Linked DNA regions of Zea mays: region 2 is linked to region 1. Evidence: chromatin contacts called from public Hi-C data. All regions are on one chromosome and are shown on one strand. Each heading gives the region's core, a stretch centred on a gene start, on an enhancer-like site or on the middle of the called end of the contact. The rest is flanking DNA. Distances are from core to core; before and after follow the strand shown.

Evidence for each region. Hi-C and Micro-C count contacts between places; a contact is called where the count stands out from the background.
Region 2: a contact with region 1 is called in a Hi-C map of ear, with 2.3 times the contacts expected there. The contact joins the promoter of LOC100286104 here to the promoter of LOC100278798 in region 1. A contact is called at or near these places in 2 of 25 Hi-C or Micro-C datasets (ear and leaf).

Annotation. Positions count from the first base shown.
Region 1 is chr8:67,216,914-67,223,379 of Zm-B73-REFERENCE-NAM-5.0, reverse strand. It overlaps LOC100278798, which reads left to right and starts at 2,663. Exons shown (of 1, transcript NM_001151957.2): 1 at 2,663-3,653. The coding sequence starts at 2,969. The coding sequence ends at 3,502. LOC100285442 (ATP synthase beta chain) reads left to right here. Exons shown (of 9, transcript NM_001158335.1): 8 at 1-137; 9 at 413-815. The coding sequence ends at 526.
Region 2 is chr8:67,397,353-67,403,818 of Zm-B73-REFERENCE-NAM-5.0, reverse strand. It overlaps LOC100286104 (39S ribosomal protein L12), which reads left to right and starts at 2,577. Exons shown (of 1, transcript NM_001158992.2): 1 at 2,577-3,507. The coding sequence starts at 2,595. The coding sequence ends at 3,176. It overlaps LOC100383916 (Rab5-interacting family protein), which reads left to right. Exons shown (of 4, transcript NM_001355672.1): 2 at 1,316-1,511; 3 at 1,599-1,618; 4 at 2,038-2,386. The coding sequence ends at 2,068.

The sequences.
Region 1 (6,466 bases), core at 1,414-3,913:
GTGAGGATGACAAGTTGACGGTCGCTCGTGCAAGAAAGATTCAGCGTTTCCTGAGCCAGCCTTTCCATGTCGCTGAAGTTTTCACAGGTGCTCCAGGGAAGTATGTGGAGCTGAAGGAAAGTGTGAAGAGTTTCCAGGTACAGTTTAATCTTTTTTTTATCTCAAAAACCGATGTTTGGAAAATAATGATTTGCTCACTATTCTTTCTCGCAATACTTAGAGATGCACCTGTAGACGACACTTGATGCTTGCTGGGCTCCCTCATATTTGTTTGAGGCCTCATTTAATTTTCTCAGACAACATTCTTACATTCTATCCATGTTGCATCATGATGTTTCTATTTCTCCAATTGTTGGTTAGTAATGTATGACCTCACTATGGTGCTTTTGTATGAATTTTTTCTATTGTGCAGGGTGTTTTGGATGGCAAGTATGATGACCTCCCTGAGCAGTCATTCTACATGGTTGGAGGCATTGAGGAAGTCATTGCTAAGGCCGAGAAAATCGCCAAGGAGTCTGCTTCATAAGGCGGCTTCTTGCTTGTTGAATCCTGTACAATCAAGTTCCATTTTTGGATTTAAGCGATTGTTTATGCTTTTCGCAGTTAGGCAGCACGAGTTGGAGGTCCATCTCCTGCTGAGATGCTTGTTTTTCTCTTTGTTGTTCAAACACTTTACACCCAAATAAGCAACTGCAGTGACATTAATTTTGGCTGCACCAAAGTTACATGAACTGAAGAAACTTGTGGCCTGTGTGACGCGGATCAATCAGAACATAAAGTTACGGCTTCTGGTTGGTAAATTATGCTACTCTTCAGAGTCTGTTCCCGCATTGTGGAGGTATCTTGTTCTGGACTGGCTCTGCCGAAACTAGTTTCCGTGGTTTTCCATGTAGTTTTTTTATGGTTGTGCAACTTCTCGCCGGGACCAGTTTAATGTTTATCGACTTTGATTGGAGATGACCCGATGCTTTATTCAGAGTGTTTCTGTGATGATTTTCTACCATCTGCCCAGGTTGAACCGTCGATGGCGGTTCCTGCAGCCTATCACCTGCACCCCTAAAAAATCGAAGTATATAGATTTAGTTAAAATTTCAATCTCTAAAAAAATCTTATACATCCCTCAAATTTTCTCTGCGGTTCATCCGGGACATTCTTTACAGCGAACAAATGTTAGAGCATGACAGCATGTGGACTGAACGTCAGCTGCTTATCAACCTGAGTTGAATTAGGGGTGTTTAGTTCTGTGGACTATAGTCCGGGTCACATCAAGCGTTTGACTTTCAAATAGGAGTATGAAATATAGAAATATAGACCTAACTAACTGTACTAGATTCGTCTCACTTTTTAATCTTCGGCTGAGAAATTAGTTTTATAATCCGACTACATTTAATACCCCAAACAGAGGTTCAAACATTCGATGTGATAGGAGCTAAATTTTAGCAGGGGCAAACCAAACACCCCCTTATTCGCGTCGCGCGGGCTCCGTGGTCAACTCGCACCTATCCTTTTCGTCGATATGCTTAATAACTACTAGCTACTGTCTCTGCGCGGTCATTAACTTTCCAGACGGGGGTGTCTGTGTCTCTGTCAGTGCGGTTCAGACTGCAGAGCCCAGGCGATTGGATGTGAACTTGCGCAATACTTGGTTTTTTATATGGAGGAACCGGTCCTGGCGTCCTGTATGAGTCGTTTTGTCGGCCGATTATTTGTAGTACGTTTAATTACTGTTAGTGTTTTGCAATCAAAACGTCGGTCGGTTAGGTGTCGAGTCTAGAAATATTTTGTGTTTTCGTAATTCGAGTCTTGGGGCGGGCTCACTGTCACTGCTGAATGTTTGCCCCCCTGCCCTGTCATCTTGGTATCACCTGCTGCCTCCATTTCGAAGCCTACAAAATGGATACGGATATATATTTAAAAAAAGTAATCATGGGTTACAGGTAAACCAGCTGCAACCACAGTAGGTAGGTGCGCACGTTTAAATTGCGGAAGGGTAAGCCATTCCAGTGTAATAATAAGACACGGAGGCGCGCGGACTGTTTCTTTCTTAGAACCCGACTATAGCTGTGATATCTCGGTCCAAAAACAAGAAAAAATCTGGTAAAGAAGACACAAGGACTCGTAAACTAGCGACGAAGTCACAGGACTGGACAGCTTAAAAACGGGACAACACTGTCAAAATCCTGACGCACTAACTCGGAGAAGGTTTTGACTCGACCGCTCCGAACCCGAAGCAGCTAGCTCCCAGATAGAAGCAGTGGGGTGGTGCGCAGCAAAACGTTGGTCGCCACTCGGCAACCTGGCAACTGTGCAAGGGACAGGCAACGGTAAGGCTGCCGCCGCCGAGGACGAACCGCCCGCATCGGACGCGTTGCGGTGGGGAGGGGAGGGGAGACCCGGGACGCCTTGTACGCGAATGGGAAGCGAGCGGGGACACTTTTCCGTCACGCGTCCCAGTCACTGCAGCAGCCAGCTGAGTAGCTGAGAAGTGAGAACCCAGCCGGACCTGGACTGGACACCAGCGAGACCCCACCACGTCCCACGCGCAATCCCTTCCCATCCACCGCGCCAAACACAACCCCCCCCCCCCCCCCCCCCCCCCCCCCCCCCGCATCATCATCGCACCCCGACCCCAAGTGGATGTGGAAGGGGCTTGCGCTGACACCGCCCGTCCGCACCCTGCCACCAAACCACACGCATCCTTTCCTTTCCCTCTTCACTTGGAGTTTGCCATCGCCGTCGCCTTCGCCCACACGCGTTTTCATTCCATAGCGCTTCCTCCGCCCCGCGGCTTGCCCGCGCTATATTAAACCGGCGACCTCCCCGCCCAGGCAAGCTCACCTCACGCGGGGGTCATACCCAGCTAGCCACCGCCACTACACGTGTACGAGCTCACTGATCTCATCTCATCTCAATTCTCACAGCCCGGGAGGACGGACTCCGACTCTCCGAGTGCGCGCGTTGATCGCCCATGGGCAACTACCTGTCGTGCACGCTGGCCAAGGCGCCGGGGCCGAGGCCCGGCGGCAAGCGCGCGAGGGTGATACTCCCGGACGGCGGCGTCAGGCAGGTGGCGCTGCCGGCGACGGCGGCGGAGCTGATGATGGACGCGCCGGGCCACTTCCTCGTCCACGTCCACGCGCGCGGCGCGGGCCTCGGCCTCGGCGCGCGACTCGCCGCGCTGCCCGCGGACGAGGAGCTCCAGCTCGGCGCCGTCTACGCCACCTTCCCCATGAAGCGCCTGGGCACGCCGCTGGCGGCGCCCGACCTGGCGCGCCTCGCCGCCGCCGCCGCCCGGGAGGCGCACCGGTCCGCCAAGGTGGCCAGCGCCGCCGTCGTCGCCGCGCAACCGCCGGAGGACGCGCCCAGGCTGCGGCTGGAGGAGATGGTGGACGACGCGGCCGCCGCGGAGATCGCCGTCACCAAGCACTGGGCCAGCGGTGCCCGGTCCAGGAGGCCCACGCTGGAGACCATAGACGAGGAGAGTTACCTGTCGTCCAGATAGATAGTGGCCTACTTGCGATGCGCTTTTCTTCTCCGTTTGGTTTTTTTTAAGCATTCGGTTCAAACTGGATGAACCTCAAAACATATGTGATGGAAAGTAAGTAGAACGTACAGCCATTTTTGTAAAAAAATAAAATAAAACAAAATATGCACTCCTATGTTTTCGAATATTTATCATCTCTTAGCTTATTTTTAAACAAAAAACCGACAAATAAAAAATAATAGACAAATTATATGCCAAATACACTTTTTAGGCGTTTGGTTCCTCGTCCCAAAAACTTTAACTAAGCATCTCCAAGTGCTCACAGAAAACGACTCCTCAAAATCAGTTTTAAGGGACATCTTATATTAATTAGTGGGGTATATTTTAATACTTTCTCCAATAGATCCCTTAAAGCGGTAGATTGTTTCTGGGGAGCCCAAAAAACCTCTCATTTATAGCTATAAATGAGAGAGTTTTAATGGCTATTAAAAAGTTGGGAGCGTTTTAGGGAACTGTTGGATACACGTTTTTGTGTTTTTCCAAAAAAAACTAGATTCAGAGAACACTTCTGGAGAGCTCTTGTCGATGCTCTTATATCAGATCTGTAGATACCAATTAAGAATATTAAATATATGTTAATTACAAAGCTAATTATCTAATTGCATAAATTAAGATTGATTTGTGTGAGGAATCTATTAAGACTAATTAGTTGATAATCAACGCTTCCGTGAGCATATGTTGATTATAGATTAATGAGGCTAACAAATTCATCTTACCAATGAGACACAATTTGTGCAAGTAATTCTATAACTAGCTCGTGTTTAGTCAGTCTAATTAGCATCAGAATATTCGCATGTTGAACCGGAGAGAGAAGTCCAGGACAACACATGGAAATATAAGGGCTTGTTTGTTTTGTTCTCAATTCATGTGAATTGAATGTGATTGAGTGAATTTCAATCAAAATCTTTCATAATTTTTTTTAATCTCATACAATTCATATGAGATAGAAATAACCGAACAAGTCTAAATTGGGACAAAATGTTAGGGAGGAGTGTATAATGCTCATGCTATATACTGCGTAGGACGCAAAAAAGAAAAAAAGAAAGGAAAACAGAACTTGTAATAATGATCTCGACATGGCATCGCTTACAAGCATCCTGAGAGAACGACATTCAATGCTACGGGTGGCGAGACGATATACCAGGTGTGAGTGTGACACGAACCTGATCAGCATTGTCCGCGCAGAAAGATACCATGATGCCCCTCTTAACAGGGTCAAGTCAAGAGCAGCATGAGTTGAGAGCGGCGGCCCATTGCTTTGATGGAGAAAGCAAGCCCTCCCAAACTTTTGGCGGCAGCGTTGTTCGGAGGGCGAAAGAAAAGCATTCTTCCCAGGAAGAAACTAGCCCGCGACAAGCAAAGGCCATCCAGAGTTCCAGACCAGGCACAGGCGGCAGCATCCAACACCCCGTTCCCGAGCGAAGAAGAGTCAGGATGCGCGACACGGTTACGCTACGCTGCCGCGAGACGGTCTACTTTAGCGTGACGGCCCATAGAACTCGGTTTCTGCAGCAAAATAACTGGGCCTATAGAACTCGGGTTCTGCCGAGAATGGCTTGGCCCATAGAACTCGGGGAAACAGTGTTAGGAGACGTCCTGGCTCCGGGTTTTTTTTTCTTCTTCCGGCCAAGCATTACCAGATTCGCCGCCCTGGTCGCTCCAGAAAAAGCAAAGCACTAGATAAGAAGATGGCCATCATTTTTCCTCTGAACCTGTGCAGTAAAGAGGAAGCATAGTTTCTTTTTTTTTTCTTCTTCTTCACTTTTTTTTTCTCTTGAAAAAAGAAACAAAAAATTCAATTAAGTATTTGTCATGGCTGAGTACGCAGCACAACCATACATCCATCCACGCATGAATGAATCGCACCAATATATTTAATTTCATAGGGTAGGCACATGAATCCGAGGCTCGTAGGAGTTTTTTTTTTCTAGAATCCGTTCCGACCCTAAACCATGGCTCTGGTACACCGATAGACTTGTAAATAAGTTAGATTAGATCAATCTAACACAATTATTAGTTGGACTAGGTGAGTACCCGTGCGTTGCAACGGAAACATATAATAACATAATAACTTATATACAAAATGTGTCTTTTATTGTTATAAAAAATATTTCATAATTCATTTGTAATCTTAGCCATACATAAATTTTGTTATTTTAATTTAGCTGTTTCACTACTTCATTGCAACCATCAGTATCATGCAGACTTCGATATATGCCACGATTTGTATGGTCTCATCATTGAAGAGCACATGTCACACCTGCCGGTAGAAGTTCCCTCGTACATTGTCAGTCATCAGGTACGCACCACCATACACGCTTGCTTAAACAAAAAGCAAGTATATGTGTTTGCGAAGAGAATTAAAGGCAGACCGGCACAAAAGCTACCCGACGATGGTGAGTGGTCATTGTTGTCGGTCCTCCTCTGCGTCACCTCTGGTGCCAAGATGATGCCATAGTCCTTGATATAGTAGTCGTCGAACGCGCACGACATGGCGAGTACCGACGACTCTTGGCTGGGCTGCCAAACGAAGTGCACCCCGGGCTCATCAGCGAGGTAGTACACCTAGCCGTTGCACCACCGGATGTGCTACTCCTCTACATAAATCTTGTTCGAGGACACTCACACAACGTCAGCAACGACCGTCGTCCCAGCGCACAAGAATTCATGACCGGTCAGTAGTGACTTACGTGAGAGGTTGAGCTTCAGGTGGATGATGAGCTAGACGGTGTGACGGCACCGTTGTCGGATGCGGTGCCCAGAATAACCCGAGAGTCGCCGGCGTTGGCGACGACCATGAGATCCCCCTATTTGAAGATGGACAGCGCGGTGCAGCCGCTCTGGACCGCGTCCAAGCGGCGGCTGTGCCGGAGCTTGCCGAACACAGCGACACATGTGGTCACGTAGTACTGCTTTCAGAGG
Region 2 (6,466 bases), core at 1,328-3,827, 180 kb before region 1:
TAACCACACAATATATAACTCTTAAACATACGATTGTTCATTCACATCCACATACAAGTCTCAACCACACAAATACACAATACATAGTTTTGACCACACACAGATGATCATATACGTCCACTCAAAAGTTTTAACCATACAATACATAAGTCTCAAACACATGATACATAAGTTAAATTACATGATGTTTACAACTGAAAAGTGTTTCAATGCAAATTGTTTAAATTTACATGATGTTTAAATACAATATGTTATGAGATGTTTGGTTTAAGAAATGACTACTATCGATAAGTAATAAGATAATTATACTAACATTAATTATTTACTTATGGATAAGAAGACGATTTTCCCAAATATGAGAATTCATCGAATTTTACCAAATATGGGGAATATGATAAATTACCGGATTTTCCCGAATACAGGAACTTACTGGATTTTCCCAAAAATCCGAAAAAGGTCGGTAAAGACATCTCACCGTTTATTGTACCGTTTTCGGAACCCATTATCCCAGTTTCGTACCGTTTTTCATATATCCCAATAAATCCGAAAATGGGCGAAAAAATCCGGTAAACGGTACCGGAAAATTACCGGATTTTCTAACCGTTTTCATCCTTACCCACAGTCGCATCTGCATGTCTCCTCTGCGTCCTCCAGCTGCACCTCCGCCCCCACCCGCATTTACCACCTGTGCCCCCTTCATCACCACCCCAGCTCAGTGCCACCTGTTTTGCCCCCTGCACCTACGCCGCGCGCCTCAGCGCAGACGTTGTCTGCTGCCCACACCCCAGTGATTCTTGCTCCATCCCCTCCACTCCACACCTCCTGTTCTGACTGACGACCACAGCCACAGTGAGGGCCTCCACACGCAGCGGCAGCCATGACAGGGGAAGGTGCCAGTGTCATACTGTCAGATGCGCTACGACTATTGCAGCACATGCAAATGAATATTTTAGTCCTTGAGACCATGTCTTTGCCTTAAGGCCCGCCTTCAAGATTTCTCTGCTTTGAACCTCCTTAGAGTCAAGCTTGTTTTGTATGAGGTCGACCCTAACTTACTAGGATCTCTTTATTCCCAACACTCCGGATTCCCTTAGATCCGCTAGGCGTGTTTATGTGCAAAGAGTTTCATATTTTTAGTGTTGTGCCTGGCCATAAAGTATGAAGATTTTTTTGTGTGTGTGTGATGACACACCCCTCAACTTTCCCTTCTAATGTATTATTAGGACCTCTCATGTTGAATATACTTGACTGGTTTGTTATTTTAACTATGGTGGTTTATCCTAATTCCTAAACATGAGGTATTTGCATGTTACAGTCGAACATTCTTGTCAATCATTGGTGGAGTTGTTGCTGGAATCTGGGGATTCACAGGCTTGATGGGGTTTGTCTTCTACTTTCTGATAATGATGGTTGCATCTATTGGGCTCTTAGCGAAGTCAAAGTTTTCAGTCCAGGCGTACTTCGATAGTTGGACCAGGATTTCAATTGAAGGAGTTTTTGGTGGCCTGATGGTAAGCCCTTGTTTACTGCCATGTCATATTTTGTTGCTTGTCGTGTTGTTTAATGATGTCCTAATACAGTGCAATTTCCTTTTGCAGTCATTCGTGCTGTTTTGGACGTATCCTTTTTCGTTGACAATTTAAAAACAGTACTATTCATACTTTATTTCTGTTCTTCTTGTGCTTATATAGATTATTTGATTAGATAGGCTGAAGATTGCAACCGGCTGGGATGGTAAACCAACATGTTCATACTCCACTGGTTGTAGATTGGGTAACATGCTGCTATTATCGAGGGACTGAACGCCTACCAACGAATATTTCAGATTTGTGTTTACTGCTGCCATATATTTTGTCATTGTGGAATATAAATAAAAATTCAACATTTTAGACAATCATAGAAAACAATCAGTGAACCAGCAAAGCAGTTTATTTTTTTCTAAACTCAAAACATGTTTATGCGTCTTTCCTATCTATATTCATCTGTTTTCAGTGTTGGTCCGTTTCTGCATGAGTTCATCCTTGACGACGTATATAGATTTGCTTATGACATTGTTCACATCTTCTGACGGACATAGAAAGAGCTACACTCCGGAGGAAACACGGAATCGTCGACGATGAACATTCCCAATTGGCTTTTTGTACACTCAATTTTTGTATTGGTAATTGATATAGTCTGTAGTGAGACTATATCGGTGTAGACCTAAGCAAAGCTCATGAACTTTGCATTTCCTTGGATGATCCGTAGCAGTTGCAATTTTTCATTTCAAGTGATGGATATGAACTTTGATGTTTTCTGGCACAATGTTTTGTACCCTCGAGTTTTCTGGCACTTCGATTGATGTACACACTTCTCAATGCTTCAACTGATCGAGTCACTGTTAACTAGCCATGTGCGTCTTTTGGAGGAACTACCCATGTTATTTCCAAATCAAAATGCGTCCGTGATCTAAGAAGCTTCAGCACTGCTAACTGAACCCATCTCTTCTTATCAGGCCGAAATTTTATACACGGGCCTAAGCCCAGATCCAAACTTCCAAACGCATCTTCCTCTCCCATGCTGCATCCCGCAGCCAGAACCCTAGCCTCGTCGCCATGGCCTCCTCCTTGCTCCGCTCCGGCTACGGCCTCTTCCTTCGCCGCCCTCGCCTTTCCGCCGCATTCTCCACCGCTGCTGCCGAGGAGCTCATCGACGTCCGCAAGCTCCCCACCGACTACGACCCCTCCACCTTCGACCCGTCCTCCCCGTCCCGCCCGCCGCCGTCCGACCGCGTGTGGCGCCTCGTCGAGGAGGTCTCCTCTCTCACCCTCGCGGAGACTGCTTCTCTGTCCTCTCTCCTCCTCCGCCGCCTCGACATCCCCTCCGCGCCACCCATCGCCATCCTCAACTCCGCCACGGGGCTGGGCGGCGGTGGCGCCACGGCCGGCGCGGCGGGTGAGAAGGCGGCGGCGGCAGCTGAGAAGACGGTCTTCGAGCTGCGGCTGGAGGCCTACGATGCTGCGAGCAAGATCAAGGTGATCAAGGAGATCCGGTCATTCACTGACCTGGGGCTGAAGGAGGCCAAGGAGCTGGTGGAGAAGGCGCCTGCGGTGATCAAGGGAGGCCTATCCAAGGAGGAGGCTCAGGCGATTGTCGAGCGAATGAAGGCAGTTGGCGCCAAGGTCATTATTGACTGATTAGAACAAGCCTTTTCAGTGGTGAGGTCCTGCAAATTTATGCTTCGTTTCGGATCAACTTTTAAGTGCAAGGATGGATGAGTGGCTTGTGGAGAATTCTCCTCTATGAACTTGTGGAGAATTGATGTGGCATTGCACAAATAGGTTTTCAAGCGCGTTAATCAAATGAACTTGTAGAGTATTGTATCAATGATCAATCACTCATCATTATGTTGTCGGATGTGACATTAGTTGTGGGGCTTTGGGATGGAAATGGACTATTATATTGTTATTTGCTATGAAGATTTTGTGACCTTTGAATTACAAAGTAAAAATGAGTTACTTCATTTCCAAATTGTAAGTTGTTTGGGCTTTTCTAAATACATAACTTCTACTGTGTATCTAGACATCATGTACATGGAGACGCGTGGAAAAAAAAGATATGTATCTGTTCATAAGAGTATGCTGTTTTGGACAAAGTCGCCCATATGGATAACATTATCCTGCTTTCTTGAATTTACGTACTGTTTCCATGGGCTTCTCTATTGGCAGGGTTCATGCTGCTCTGCTCGTCACTGTTTATTGACTGAAATTTTAAGGGTCAACGGTCTAAAACTATCCATGCCATCATGTGTTTCCTCTTAGTCTCTTGAGGAATAGCCTTCACTAACAGGAAACAGGAATAAATTATTTTCAAGATTCAGATAAAAAGCATGCACAGTTGAGTATTACAGTATGTGTAGTTCTACTTCTGGATTTCTGATTGGCAAATGTGCCCTGGTTTCGAGAACTAGGGAGCAGTAAAATTTGTGTTGGGAGGGAAAGCTAGCGCGGACTTACTTCGAATGGTGAGCCACCGAGACTCAAACGGTGGATTTGAGAAGGTGGGTTATACTTGTTCAGGCTTGCGCCCTAATTCAGTGTAGTGCCGATCATTGTATTGTTGAGGTGGTCTTTCCCTTTTATAGTTCAAGGGTCGGACTTTACAACGATGACTTGTATTCTACTGGAGGGAGCTCGGTCGGTGGCCCTTGGGTGGCGTGGTTCGTAGGGTCGTGCGTAGCCGTACTCTCATCATAGCATACTATCTTGTCCGCTCGTTGTATGGGTCCCTATAGCTGGTCTCCCGCTGACACCCTTGTGGTAGTGTGCGGGGGTCCCGCAGGTCAATCGTGCGTCGTGCGGTCTTGCATGTCGTCATGGGCCTGTGTCAGTCATTGGTGTGCGTAGGCGTACACCATGTATGGTGTATCTGTTGCGCACTACCCGGTATTCGGGTCACTGTAAAAGCTCTTGTGCTGTTGTCCTTTATGAACAGGATCGTCCGGCCCCTCGAGGTAGTGGGGACGCGTCTGGGCTGTATTTAGGGAGTTGCGGTCATGTCGATAGTGGTCACTCGGCGTGCCCTCTGTGAAAGGGAAATAGACTTACACCTTTTCCTAAATGATTTTGGTGGTTGAATTGTCCAACACAAAAAATTGGACTTACTAGTTTGCTCTAGATTATAAGTTCTACAGGTGCCAAAGGTTCAACACAAACCAATAAAAAGTCCAAGAAAGGGTTCAAATAAAAAGAGCAAAAGACAACCGAAGGCTGCCCTGGTCTGGCGCACCGGACTGTCCGGTGTGCCTCCGGACAGTGTCCGGTGCACCAGGGAGATTCACTCCAAACTTGCCACCTTCGGGAATTTGGGAAGCCACTCCGCCATAATTCACCGGACTGTCCGGTGTAGCACCGGACTGTCCGGTGTGCCAAGCGGAGTAACGGCTAACAGCGCCAACGGTCGTCTGCAAAAAGTGAACAGTGATCAACAGTGCACGACTGCGCGCGCAGAAGTCAGAGCAGGCACAGAAGGCGCACCGGACAATGAATAGTGACTGTCCGGTGCACCACCGGACTGTCCGCCTGTCCGGTGGCCCCACATGTCAGAGCTCCAACGGTCGGAACCCAACGGCTGGGTGACGTGGCTGGCGCACCAGACAGTGTTCGGTGGCGCACCGGATTGTCCGGTGCGCCATACGACAGAAGCCCTCACCAACGGCTATATTGGTGGTTGGGGCTATAAGGGCATGTTTGGATCGCAGCCTCAATTGCCACACTTTGCCTAACTTTTCTGCCTAAGGTTAGTTCTTCAATTCGAACGACTAACCTTAGGCAAAGTGTGGCATAGTTAGCCACGAACCAAACAGGCCTTTAAATACCCCCAACCACCACACTTCATTGCATCCAAATTTTCAGCCATCAAACCTCATACAAGAGCTCTAAACTTCATTCCAAGACACAAACAAAGAGATCAAATCATCTCCCAAGTCTAGAATCACTCCAAACAAATTAGTGACTAGAGAGAGAGACTTTTGTGTTCTTTTGAGCTCTTGCGCATGGATCGCTTTTCTTCTTCCTCTATTCTTGCTTCTAAGTTCTTTGTAATCAAAGCAAGAGACACCAAGTGTGTGGTGGTCCTTGCGGGGACTAAGTGTCCCAATTGATTGGGAAGAGAAGCTCACTCGGTCTAAGTGACCGTTTGAGAGAGGGAAAGGGTTGAAAGAGACCCGGTCTTTGTGACCACCTCAACGGGGAGTAGGTTTGCAAGAACCGAACCTCGGTAAAACAAATCACCGTGTTCATCCACTTTATTTCTTTGTTGATTTGTTTTCCCTCTCTTTCGGACTCAATTATATTTCTAACGCTAACCCCGACTTGTAGTTGTGCTTAAACTTTATAAATTTTAGATTTGCCTATTCACCCCCCTCTAGTCGACTTTCAATTGGTATCAAAGCCTGGTACTTCATTAGATCCTAATCGCTCGAAGTAATGTCGGGAGCTCACGCCAAGAAGGAGATGGTGACCGGCGAGAGGCCCGCCACAAGCCACGGGAAGGCTCCATCGGGAGAGTCCGACAACAAAAGAGAGGAATCACCTCCCCGCGTCAAGTCACACCGGAGTGGTGACAAGAAGAAAATGAAGAAAGTGGTCTACTACGAGACCGATTCTTCGTTGCCATCCACCTCCGGCTGCGACGCGCCGTCCGTCACTTCTAAGCGCCATGAGTGCAAGAAGTTTAGTAAGATCCCCTTACGCTATCCTCGTATTTCCAAACGCACTCTTTTACTTTCCGTCCCACTAGACAAACCACCGGTTTTTACGGTGAGGATTATTGTATGTGGAGTGATAAAATGAGGCACCATCTAACCTCACTCCACGCTAGTATTTGGGACATTGTTGAATTTGGTGCGCAGGAACCATCCGTGGGGGATGAAGGCTATGATTCAGACGAGGTAGCCCAAATCCGGCACTTCAACTCCCAAGCCACC